Linked DNA regions of Gossypium hirsutum: regions 1 and 3 are each linked to region 2. Evidence: chromatin contacts called from public Hi-C data. All regions are on one chromosome and are shown on one strand. Each heading gives the region's core, a stretch centred on a gene start, on an enhancer-like site or on the middle of the called end of the contact. The rest is flanking DNA. Distances are from core to core; before and after follow the strand shown.

Region 1 (4,047 bases), core at 977-3,476, 320 kb after region 2:
CTATAAATAGAGAATCATTTAGCTTCCATTTCATATCTAAAAATACTTCCAATGCTACCATCACTGGGCTAATCTCTACCAAATCAGTATCATTTGCTACTACAGAACCTAAAAATAAAGCTCTTGTGACTCCCTCATTATCTCTCAAGACACCGGAATGAGTGTGATAAATGATGAATTGATACTCTTCTCAAGCTTTCCTAATATGAAAAAATTAGACATCAATCTAAATAGATCCTCCTTTACAATCTCCCAACTTTTTCTAAAAAAACACAGATTAAGACCATCTGGTCCAGGTGCTTTCGATTCATCACAATGCCAAACAGCCTCTTTAATATCATCTATCAAAAATGGTTCCTCTACTCTCAAAGCCATCTCCCCATTAAGTATTCTGAACTTCAGATCCAATTCCATTTTCCACTTTCTTGCTAGGCAATTAAAATAATTTTTGAAAAAATTGTACAGTCCCTATTTTATCTCCTTAGGTTCCTTGTACCAATGACCCCCAATTTTCAAGCTGTACACCATCTTTATTTTAGCCTTTATTTTAACTGTTCTATGGAAAAAAAGCACAATTAGCATTCCCTTCTTTTAACCATGTCATCCTTGATTTTTGACGCCAAATAAATTCTTTAAATTTAATTGCTTCCCAAAGTTCGACATTCAAATTTTTTAATTCCTTCATTTCTTGCTCGGTCAACATTCTATGTTCGCTAGCTTCATCAATCTCCTTTATCCTATCTTCGCTTTCTATAATTCTTTTTTCCAAAACATTGCTAGCACCCACATTCCATTTCTTGAGAACTCCCTTGAGTTTTACTGCCATTTGCCCTTTTAAACTACCCATTCCCGACCATTCATTCTCAATTAGTCTCCTACAATCTTGCTTTTTAAACCATGCATTAACTAACTTGAAAGGTCTTGGTCCTCAGTCGATTGTTTCATTTACCAACAAAACTAGTATGTGATCCGATATCGTTCTGTTTAGTCCTTGCTGTTGTAAGTCTTTCAATTGAACCAACCATTCTTCCTCTAGTAAAAATCTATCAAGTCTACTACGTCTATTGTCCGGACCAATCCATGTGAACTTTTTCCCCAATAACGGCAAATCTTCCAATTTACATCTATCAATAAAGTCACCAAACTCCTTTGACCCCTTCTTTATGCCCGAACAGATGATTCGTTCACTTCTATTTCTCACCATGTTAAAATCCCCACCTACTATCCATGCATTACTAAATTTACTTCTAAACCCATATAGATCTTCCCAAAGAATTTTTTGATCTGACAGATTGTTAGGAGCATATACATTAATCAATACTGCCTTCATCCTTTCACACACCTACTTTCCTTCAATTACAATAAATTTGTTCCCACTAAACTCCATATTGGTTGTAAACATACCTTTATCCCATATTGTTATCAATCCTCCTTACCTTTCTATTGCAGCTGCAAATTTAAATTCAAAATAGTCATCGCCCCAAAATTTTCTAACTAAATCCATTGACACCATTTCTAACTTAGTTTCTTGAAGGAAGCAGACATTTGCCATAGTCTTTCTCACTAATCTATTGACAGCTTCTATTTTAGCTACAGGCCCCAACCCTTTGATATTCCAGGAGACAAATCTCATATTTCCAATCGAACTAATTAAATAAAGTAAAATCCAGTAAACCAGCCACTCACCAATTATCCTGAATTCCTCCTCCCTCTGTCTTTGATAGCTCCCTATTGCTGCCCTTCAATCCTCATTATCTCTTCGATTACTATCTCCTCATCGCCTTGGACACTAAACCCCAATTTTTTCCCCACCTCCCACGTCTTCTTCGCTTCTTTAACAATGACTTTTCTTCTGTTACTGATGTCTGAGTCCGATAACGATAGGTTTGCTATGCTTTCGTCGTTCCTGGAATCCCCATTTCCCTTTAATTTTCTCATTCCCCTATCTCTCTTCAGCTTTTCTTTTGTTGTGAGCACTGTATCCTGAATCTTCTGCATAAATCTAATTCTCTCATTCAACACTTTCTTATTTCTTTTGTTTTGTCTTATTTGGAAAAGTTCCTCTTCAAGTTCAGATGCTGCAACCCGATCCCTTGGTTCCTCTATTTCTTATAAAAATGTTGAATTTTGATTTAACTTTGGGTTCCCTTCATTGATTGGAATCTGCATTTCTTTCTCATTTAAGTCCATTTCATTGCCCTCAACTATTTGTGTTTCTAGCCCTTTATTCTGATCCAATACCAATACTGAGCCCATAGTAATTAAATCTTCTTGACCCTGATCCGTCAAGGCTTCAATAGCCTCCCCTTTGAAAGCTTTTTCAATAAATAATACAAATGTAATTTCAAAAATAATTTAGATAGAAACATGATGAAGTCGTCAAAATGGGTGGAACATTTGAAAAGTTAAGCTAATTTAATTGACAAGAACATGAAGAAAATGTATTGTAGATAAGATTTTTAAGCAAGAAACGTGAACCAATGCTTCTTGCAGATTTTTTCTTTAATATTATCAGTTTGCCTCAGAGACTTAAGTCTGATATCCATATAAATATGTCTTGTGTCCAAGAGAATCAGAAATGGAGTAAATATGAGACTTGAATATTATATTTTTGTTGCATTCATTTCCCCTTTTTCCATTAAGTTGAAGCTTTCAATTAAGGTGCCAGTAAACTTAGGCTAGATAAAGACTAGCATTGGGAGACGTCTAATATAACTTATAGACTATATATTTGCTCTATGCTTCTTGGTGAAGGCTAGCACATTGACTGAATTATATCAATGACAATGGATAGGTTTTGAATAAAGCAGCCTGGTTCTCTTAGGTTGTATATGTTAATGCTGAAAGATTAGTTCGATAAGTATATGCAATTGTTTTAAAAAATTTTAATTTATTTAAATAATATTACATTATACTTATATTTGAATATTTGTATACGAACAAATACAAATACTCTAGAAAACTTAAAGGTTATATAACATGGTTTCTATAGAAAAACAGATCAAAGCTTTCTAAATTTTTCCTTCCTTCTTCAGCGGTTTAATCAACAAAAAGTGCTCCCCAGAGATGCTTGTTTAACAGCTAACTGTTTAAAAAAAAAATTGTGATATAAATTGATTTGTTGAGCAAACCTTTGAACAACTTGTCAAGAAATAAACAGACTTCAAATCTCTAAAATTTAGATGAAAGTGATGGGGTTTATCAAATCTGACTTAAAATCATAGTTATCTATCTTTTATTTCGTATGCCAAGATTTGTAATTACCCTATTTATAATATTAATTTCAAGATTCTAACTAATATTATCATAAAAAGATGTGAAATTTTGTCTCCTTTTGGCATTAGAGAAATGATTAAAACTGTGTCATAATATGTATTATATAATTAGACATTAAATAAAAAATAATTTATATAAATTTAAACTTGAAATTAGAAAGATAAATAAAAACATTAATAAAAAATAAGATTTTTAAAATATTTTCTTCTCATTTTTTAAAACAAATCATGAGAGTTACCAAAAATAATCTATTGAAATTAATTTATTACTAACTCATATTAAAACATAATAAATAAATAAATAAATATCCTTATGCACAGTGGTGAAGCCGGCGACTGGCAGAGATCCCGATTCACCCTAAAATGATTTTTTTATTTTATTTTAGGTCTCTTTATAATTTATAAAATTTTAAATTGACAATAATAAAATTATATCTTGACTTTCAAAAATAATAAAAATTTAATTTAATTTTTTAAAAATTATAAAAATACGAGCTACTAAAATAATGAAATTATATTTTTACTATCATAAAAATATATTTAACCTCTAATAAAATCTTTTGACTTCGTCTATATTTAAACTATAATTAATGTAAAGGTATGTTAATCTAGAGTTTTCATTTTTACATCAACTTTATGCACATCTAGCGGCCTATATGGTCGATACGGCTCTCTAATGGGTTTTACAATTTCAAATGGGGGCCAACCATGCCCAGTGCCTAGTGCAGGTAATAATTTGATGAGTAATTTTAAAAAATACATTAATTATTTA
Region 2 (4,092 bases), core at 697-3,196:
GAAGATCGAGTCGGGTATAGGTGTTACAGGTCATCTACTAATACAAGTTGTCTTTCCATATTACAATCCGACCATGTAATATCACTTAGTATTAGTTAAACGTTAGGTAACCATTGAGCCAATATTTGCTTTCATTTTGCTTTGCATAAAAAAACTATTGAAGACAATATACAATGATATTAAACCAATTTTTTTGAAAAAATACAAGTGTACATAGCCAAAAATACTACACTTAGGACACCAGATCCAACACTAACGTCATACTTCATGAATGATCTTTTCTTATACAATGAGCAAGGCATTAACGTCACGGCCTCAGGTTTCTACATTGTGACTTTAGGAAACGACACCTCGACTTTAGCATTTCACGTCGCAGTGTCACTCGCTGTTTGGCACGATCCTTATAGCTTGATCAGTCAACATTGTGCCTTTGGCTTCCTAACGTTGTGGCGTTGCATAGGACGTTTGGTTCTTCAAATCCAAACAATTAGCGTGGTCATGACCTCCAATCTTTTAACGTCACTACCTCAACCTTGGTCACCTTATGCCATTTTAGTCCTCCACATCGCGACGTCAAGCAAATCAATGCTGGGGCATGACTTTCTATTTGTCAAGCCTTCAAACCTTTATGTCCTTAGTCTTCCAGTCATCAACACATTATCAAAAACACAATTTATGCATCGTATATTACCAAAACTCTAAAATAACATCAAAATAATAAAAGTGACACAAAACACAAGCATATCCATTAATGACCTAAAACATGATTTGACCTTAAAACAATTCAATTTCACTCAAAAGTAAGCTAAAACAAGCATGAGAGGACAATAATTAGATATACATAATTATCCCTTATCAATCACCTAACTTTCATAAATTTTCAGTTTAGGTATCGAAAATAAAAATTTTGTAAATGGGCACTATCATTACATACAATTATCATTTTAGTCACCGCTGTTACATACTTTTATCATTTTAATAACCCAACTTTAGTACATTTTCATCTTGGTCATTCATTTTATCTTTTTAATTTTCTTTATTTTTTCATTTTTAAGAATCAATTTTAGTTTTTTTAGAAAGGGGAAAAACCTGGTTATTATAGGGGAAAATTTGGGTTAGAAATATAATTTTTTATTTTTAATTTTCTTTGGTTTTTTTTTTCTTTTTAGAATTAATTTTAGTTTTTTTCTTAGCGAGAGGGAAGGGAAAATATGGGGTTTATAGGGAATTACCTTAGTTATTATAGGATAAACTTAGTTTGTTACAAGAAAACCAATTTATCTTTTCATTTCCATATTATTTTTCCCTTTTTAGAATTTTTTTTATAGTAAAAGGGAAAACCAATGTTTTATAGGAAATTATTTTGTTATTTATAGGAAATTACATTTTATCTTTTAATTTCCTTTATCTTTTTTTGAAATTAATTTTAATTTTTTTCAGTAAAGGAAAAGCTTGGGGGGTTTACAAGCAATTACTTAAATTTTTATAGGAAAAATATGAGTTTTTACATGGAATTAAGTTACCAGTGAAAAGATGAAATTAAGTTATTAGTGAAAAGCTTGGGTTTCATCTCATAGCGGAATAACTTAATTTATTGTCAAACCTATATTTTCTTTGAAAAAAATTAATTTTAAAAAGAAAATAAGTGATTAAAATGAAAATTTATTAAAGTTGAGTGATTAAAATGAGTATATGCAATGGTAAATTAAAGGCCAGTGGCTAAAATGATAAAAGTATGTAATGAAAGTGACTACAATGATATATGTAATGGCAATGCCCATATTGCAAACTTTTTAATTTTGGTGCCTAAAATGAAAATTTATGAAAGTTAAGTGACCAATTGTGTAGTTTATCAAAAAATGAAATGAGGTAATGGAGAAAAAAATGAGAAGTGGAAACTATAAGGGCTAAATGAATGTTTAGCCCATAATTCAACCTGCTGAAAAGAAAAAAACAAAATCTAAAAATCCCCAAAGTCGACGGGTGAGAACTTGTCCAATCGCACCTCTATTGGTATTTGGTATCTAGTCTAGTCTTTCAAGCTTTCCGTTTGTTAACAGAGACTTTAAACCGAAGCTGAGATCGCTTCACAGTTCTTTCTCTTCTCCAGAGATCTCTCTCCATCTCATTCGGAGCTCAATATATCAAATTCATCAGCTTAAAAATGGCGGCCGTCGCCGTTCACCAGTTCGCTCAGTGCATCACTTGCCATGCTTGGAGTCCCGATCACTCCAGTAAATTCATTCATTCTTTTAATTTGTTTCTGTCGAAATTCCATTCCCTCTCTTCATCTTTATGTTTCGGTTGGTTGCTGTGAAAATGTAGGAAATAAAAGAATGTATATATTTGAGTTAAATGTTATTGTGATGTGATATTTGTCTTAGAAATGTAAAATTGAAGAGGAAAATGAAATTAATGGTCAATTTACTCTTTCTTTACATTACTTTCTCATTCTATATTGCTCCATTTTTTGGTGATATGCTGGATTTAGAACTAATGATACATGTTTAATTAAAATGATGCGTGTTTTTAGAACTTTTTTTTTGTTTTGAGAATTTTAGAACTAATGATTTGGTTCTGTTTATTTTAAATTGCATGAGATATTGTTTTCTGTGTTTTCTACATATTTAATTCACTTTCTCTTGCCTGCAGTGGTAGCATTATGCCCAAATAATAATGAGGTTCACATTTATAGATTGGTGAATGACAAGTGGGAGAAAGTTCATGTTCTTCAGAAGGTACTTTATCAAAAATTTTCCCCTATAGACCACCAAGTTATGATTTAGTCCTATTATCTATGCTGTATGTCTTAACTCATCTCCAATAGTTATTTGAAGTTTCATTTTGGAGTCATGTTGTGTGGTACTTTTGGAACACATCAATTTGCAAATTGGATATGACTAGAAGTCTAGAACCTAGGTTGAAGCCTCTCTTTAACTAAGAATAAAAATGTTTCTTGAAAAGGAAAATATGAGATGACATGATGGTTTCTTGTCTGAAATCTTAGCCTTTCTTAGTAAGTAAATAGAAGCACTGCCACAGCATGGAGGTCTGATGAATTTTTGGGTTTCAACCTATGGTATGATATTAGTCTGCCTTTTTACCTCTTTTACCTTTAACTGGACCGGAAAGCTCTATAAACCAAAGTTGGGAATTCTAAAGCAACCGGGAGATTTATTAGATTAGGTTCTGAATTGTGTGATGGGGATTACAGTAGTTGTGATAAAGCTAAAATTTAAAAGGCGAGAACAAAGAGTAGCAGCCTATGATGAGATTAGTTCAAGAAAAAAAAAGCCATGATGAGATCCAAGATTCCCAAACTCATTGCAAAGTCTTGTCCGGACTGCAAATGATTGGAAATAAATTGTACTGATATTTTATAATACTTTTGATTCTTTAAATGTGCCCATGCTAGAATTGTTGGATATGCCTTAGAACAAGTTAAAAGGTGACTAGGTGAGATAGACCAAGTTATAATGGAAGCACTTTAAACTACGGATGTTGAGCATAACACTAAAACATGAGGACCTCCACAGTCTAAATAATCCACTCTTTTCGTGTTGAAGACAACAAGGCTGTTTAGTCTTCTTGTTCTTTTGGAAGGAAATTCTATCCTAGCATCATGTTTAGTTACTTATTTTTCTTCTTATAAAATGAAAATTTATCTGGGTGTTGAAGTGACTACATTGAAGGATGTTGATGCATTTCTTTGTTAAGTTTTGTTTGTTTTATGTTTGATTTTTGATCAATATGATTTTTTTTTATGTCAAATTTTCACAGCATGATCAAATTGTTTCTGGGATAGACTGGAGTGGAAAGTCAAACAGAATTGTTTCTGTATCTCATGATCGGAATTCGTGAGTAATTTTCTGTTTATATATATGTGTATATATATATATATGTGTACAAATGAAAGTTCCGTAATTTGGATCTCCTCCTTTCTTTTTCCCTGTGCCTGACAAACACAAGCAAACAGTGCCTAACATGAGCTTCGTGTTTGACTTCTTTCGATTTTCTTGTTTTCATTTCTCTATGGCACTGTTATTGTGTTCTTTGTCTCCTGAAATTTGTGATCCCATTTGAAGATATGTT
Region 3 (3,871 bases), core at 1,371-3,870, 510 kb before region 2:
ACAATCATCCCTCAAAGCTATCCCTATCAAAGTCCCAATAGCAGAAAAATATGAATGAAAGATGAATTCTAAAGTTAATGACCACAAACTCCTCATAAACAGAGTGAAGCAACCAAGATGGTCAACACGACATCTCTGGATTTCACTAACAGAATTTCCAATGGTTGTTGCAGTTGACACACGTAACATAGGTTGTCATAGGTTCATCTGCACTCCTTGTCTGCATTTGATAGTAAGTGGTCTTGCGTTGACCACAACGACCGCACTTAAATTGATCTGTCGTTGCCTTTGGTGCAACACCTCGCTCGCAATCAAATAAAGCTTTTTCTTTAATTTCATTAATTTCACGTTGCCTTTGTTCACTTGCCATTTCCTCTGGGGTCATTGTAATAAGCCTTTCTGGTTTCACTTCTCCGAGAAGAACCTTCCTCCTTAAATCTGGGTTGTTTGGATCCTTAATGTTGAACATTATAGATCTGTACTTAAATTTCTGGGCCCCATTTGATTTACCCATCTTCTCAAACATCACAGATTCTACAGACACAGCAACTCTGATGGGATCGCAAGCAGTCACTTGATCAAGCATGTCCCCATCAACCTCACTCGGGACTTTAGACAACGCCTCTACAAGAATCTCCCTAAATTTGTCACGCACAAGATCGTTACATTTGACCATTGATGTCAGCTTTGGTGGACCAGCAGGTGGTTGCGATGATTTCTTTACATTCGGTGATTGTCTGTCATCCTTACAAATCTTTTCAACCTTACCCATCTCTCCCCGATCTGACTTCTTGGCCATTGCAACATCTCCATTTGCTTCCCTCTTCTCAACTTTGACAGATTTTACTGAATTATCTTTAGATACTTTCTCAGCCTTTACATTTTCTGTATTGGAGAGCTTTTCAGACTTCACGGCACTTGGCTTTGGAAGTTTCTCCGACTTAATGGCACTACTGGTGCCATTTTTCTTACCTTTGGTAGTCTCCTCGATAACAACCTTTTTCCATAGTTCAAGCAAGTCAGAAGCCACAGTTTGAATCTTCTCCCTGGGATGCTTAGAGAGAGATCGAAGCCTTTTCCCAACCTGTAATATATATAGGGGATCAATTTTTCTTAAGTTTACAGATTCAACGACATACACATAACAAGATACGTAACCACATGGAGAAGAAGGTTATATCGAAACCATGATCGTAAAGCTATCAAACAACCTGTTTTTCATTCATTAAAATTCTAAAATTACAAGACAGAATAGCTTGTAACAGGCTCAATAGTTAACAAAATAGGATGCTAAAAAGGTGGATGGAGAATAAAGGAAAGAAACATTCTGCTAACTTACTTGTGGCAGAACGTGCCATTAAGTTTGAGGGCCTACCTAAATTTTTCAAAAAAAAAATTTAGGGGCTTAATAAGAATTTTTATAAATTTTAGGGGTTTAATTAAATTTTTTTTTTTAAGATGAATGAAAATTTTCAAAAATTTTGGAACCTCTAATTAAGTTTTTTAAAACTTTTGAAAGATTGAACTAGAATTTATAAAAAATTTGAGAAAGTTTAATTAAAATATTTGAAAATTTTAAAGTGTATAATAAAAATTTTGGGAAATTTGGGGGCATGAGGTTCCGCCCTTAGGGAGAAAACTGAGAAGAAACGAAATGTGATGGCGTGTGATTTGCCCACCAAGCCAGGATTGATTTGATTTGTTATTTTATACTCCACTATCAATCCTCCCACTATGACCTCCCCAATCTTTGATTAAAATAAATATATTTGACTAATTGAGAGAACCCTATCCCCTACACTTCTCTACCATAAAAGAGGAACCTTCCTCTGGGAATAACCATATACATCTTAAATGCTCCTACATTTAGCAAATGAAGCAGCGCCATTCATCTGTCCCACAATCTAAAAGCCGAAATCAAAATATTATAAACTGCACTGCTTGTTTGCTACCATTTCAAGAGAAAAGAAAAAGCTAATTTCTCAACCATGCAGTTAAAGGAATTAAATTTCTCTCCTAATCTACTGTCACAAAATGAAAGCAAAGAAAAGCCCAGCTATAAGAATGTTGATTCATGAGATCTCAAATAAATAAAGAAATCTATATTAATGGAATGCGGGTGAAAAGAGAAGAAAAAAAATACCTGAGTAGAAACAAGAATATCGTAAGAGACAGGGAAAGCCCTGAGCTGCTTCAAGGCATCGACGCATCGGGAAACCTCGGAAACGGCGTCGGAGGCAGCGGCTAAATCAGCCGCTTTCTTGGCAGCTTCGAACAAATCCACCAGCTCCCTCTCCATTCGCCAAAATAAACCTACAGTTCAAAACTTAAAAAAGAAAGATAAGAAAAGCTATGCTTCACATTTTATAAGGATGTTTTGAGATAGACCGAAGCCAACAAGATCAAGGATACAAGTGGTGTTTTGGACTTTCTGGTTTAGTTTAATTGGACCAGAACTGGGTCAACATCAAGGCAGAAACTTTGGGGGAAGGTTTCTTGAAATACGGATTATCGTTCTCAGACGTCCGTTGATCTGAAGGGAACCGACGGTCTCTCATCATTTGGGCTTTCTTCTACACTGCTGGGCTGTTACATCTGTTTTTAGACTCTCCTAGTATTAGTAATCAATTAAGATGATTTAATTACTAGTCATTTTCAATCACTGCTGATCTTAAATTTGAAAAAAATATAAATATATAATACCCAAAATAATTATAAAATTAATGGAAATTTTTATAGAGTAAATATTTTTTGTTATTTAAAAGATTAAAAATATGGATAGAGTGATTAAACAACAATAAAGTTTATGAAAGTGATATTTTCTAAACCACCGTTAAATTCATCCGCGATTCTTTGGCACGTTTTTCCATCTGTCTTTTTGACATGGTTTTTTAGTTTTTTCTTTTTAGTTTTTGCTCAGCTTTTCAAATTGAGATAGTGCATCAATGAAGGATAAGATGGCGAATCTGAATCTTGATGACGAGGAGGAAGAGGTTTTTTAGGAGAAAACGATTGAGTCTAAAGAAGACTTTCACTTTTGTTTGGTTGGCAGTTGCTTAACAGATAGTGTAGTCTATTTTTCGTCTTTAAGAAACACCATGGCTGATTTATGGCACCTTATTGGGGGCATTGCTATTACTGATCTAGATGAGAAGCGTTACTTATTTAAGTTCTTTTATGAAGTTTATCTGAATAGGATTATAGAAGGAATGCCATGGTTTTTCAATAACCATTTATTGATGATGCACAAGTTACAGACAAGAGAGGATCCGCTAACGTTACCTCTCAACCATGTTGAGTTTTGGGTCCAAATCCATGACTTGTCACTGAGCCTTATGTCAGAAATAATGGCACGACGTGTTGGATCTTTCTTGGGGGATTTTTTTTGTCTATGATACAATGGTTCCTTCTCTAGGGATGAAACGGTACATGAGGCTAAAGGTTTGCTTAGATATGCAATTGGCCTTTAAACAAAAAAAGAAGGTTATGTTGGGTGACTGAGTGTTTTATGCTAGGTTTTAATATGAAAAACATAGCTTATTTTGTTTCATCTGTGGAAAACTTGGTCATGATGAAAGTTTCTATCTGGTGAAGGTAAGGGTGGATTCATCATAGATTTTTTTCAGATGGGATATTACTTTGCGAGCTCCAACAAGAAGGGGTTCGATGGGAGTTAGCCGTTGGTTGTGCAAATTAGATGGAACGAGAAGTCAAAGTCTGGATAAGGAAATAGAACTTATCTTGTGCAATTTTGGAGATTTTCTAAGGAATCTTTATCCTAATCTCAATCATAATCAATCAGGCTCCACTAATGAAGGGATGTTGTTGGGAATCTATGGCATTACTACAAAGGGATTTGGGCCTAGTGGTT

The links. A called contact is a pair of places that touch in the nucleus more often than the background predicts.
Region 1: a contact with region 2 is called in a Hi-C map of leaf, with 4 times the contacts expected there. The contact joins the enhancer-like site here to the promoter of LOC107896882 in region 2. A contact is called at or near these places in 7 of 34 Hi-C or Micro-C datasets (anther, hypocotyl and leaf).
Region 3: a Hi-C map of leaf shows a contact between it and region 2, with 2.6 times the contacts expected there. The contact joins the promoter of LOC107896850 here to the promoter of LOC107896882 in region 2. A contact is called at or near these places in 2 of 34 Hi-C or Micro-C datasets (callus and leaf).

Annotation. Positions count from the first base shown.
Region 1 is chrA10:89,451,740-89,455,786 of Gossypium_hirsutum_v2.1, forward strand. No RefSeq gene overlaps it. Among protein-coding and RNA genes, the nearest start is that of LOC121208361, 5.2 kb to the right of the region's middle. Within about 2 kb of position 2,227, at least 5 of the 9 cell types and tissues checked have an H3K27ac peak or open chromatin away from gene starts, as enhancers often do. A contact at or near this core is called in leaf, where this site is marked.
Region 2 is chrA10:89,133,370-89,137,461 of Gossypium_hirsutum_v2.1, forward strand. It overlaps LOC107896882 (actin-related protein 2/3 complex subunit 1A), which reads left to right and starts at 1,947. Exons shown (of 15, transcript XM_016822180.2): 1 at 1,947-2,234; 2 at 2,653-2,738; 3 at 3,781-3,857; 4 at 4,086-4,092. The coding sequence starts at 2,165.
Region 3 is chrA10:88,624,353-88,628,223 of Gossypium_hirsutum_v2.1, forward strand. LOC107896850 (transcription elongation factor TFIIS) reads right to left here and starts at 2,621. Exons shown (of 2, transcript XM_016822146.2): 1 at 2,144-2,621; 2 at 1-1,084. The coding sequence starts at 2,299. The coding sequence ends at 146.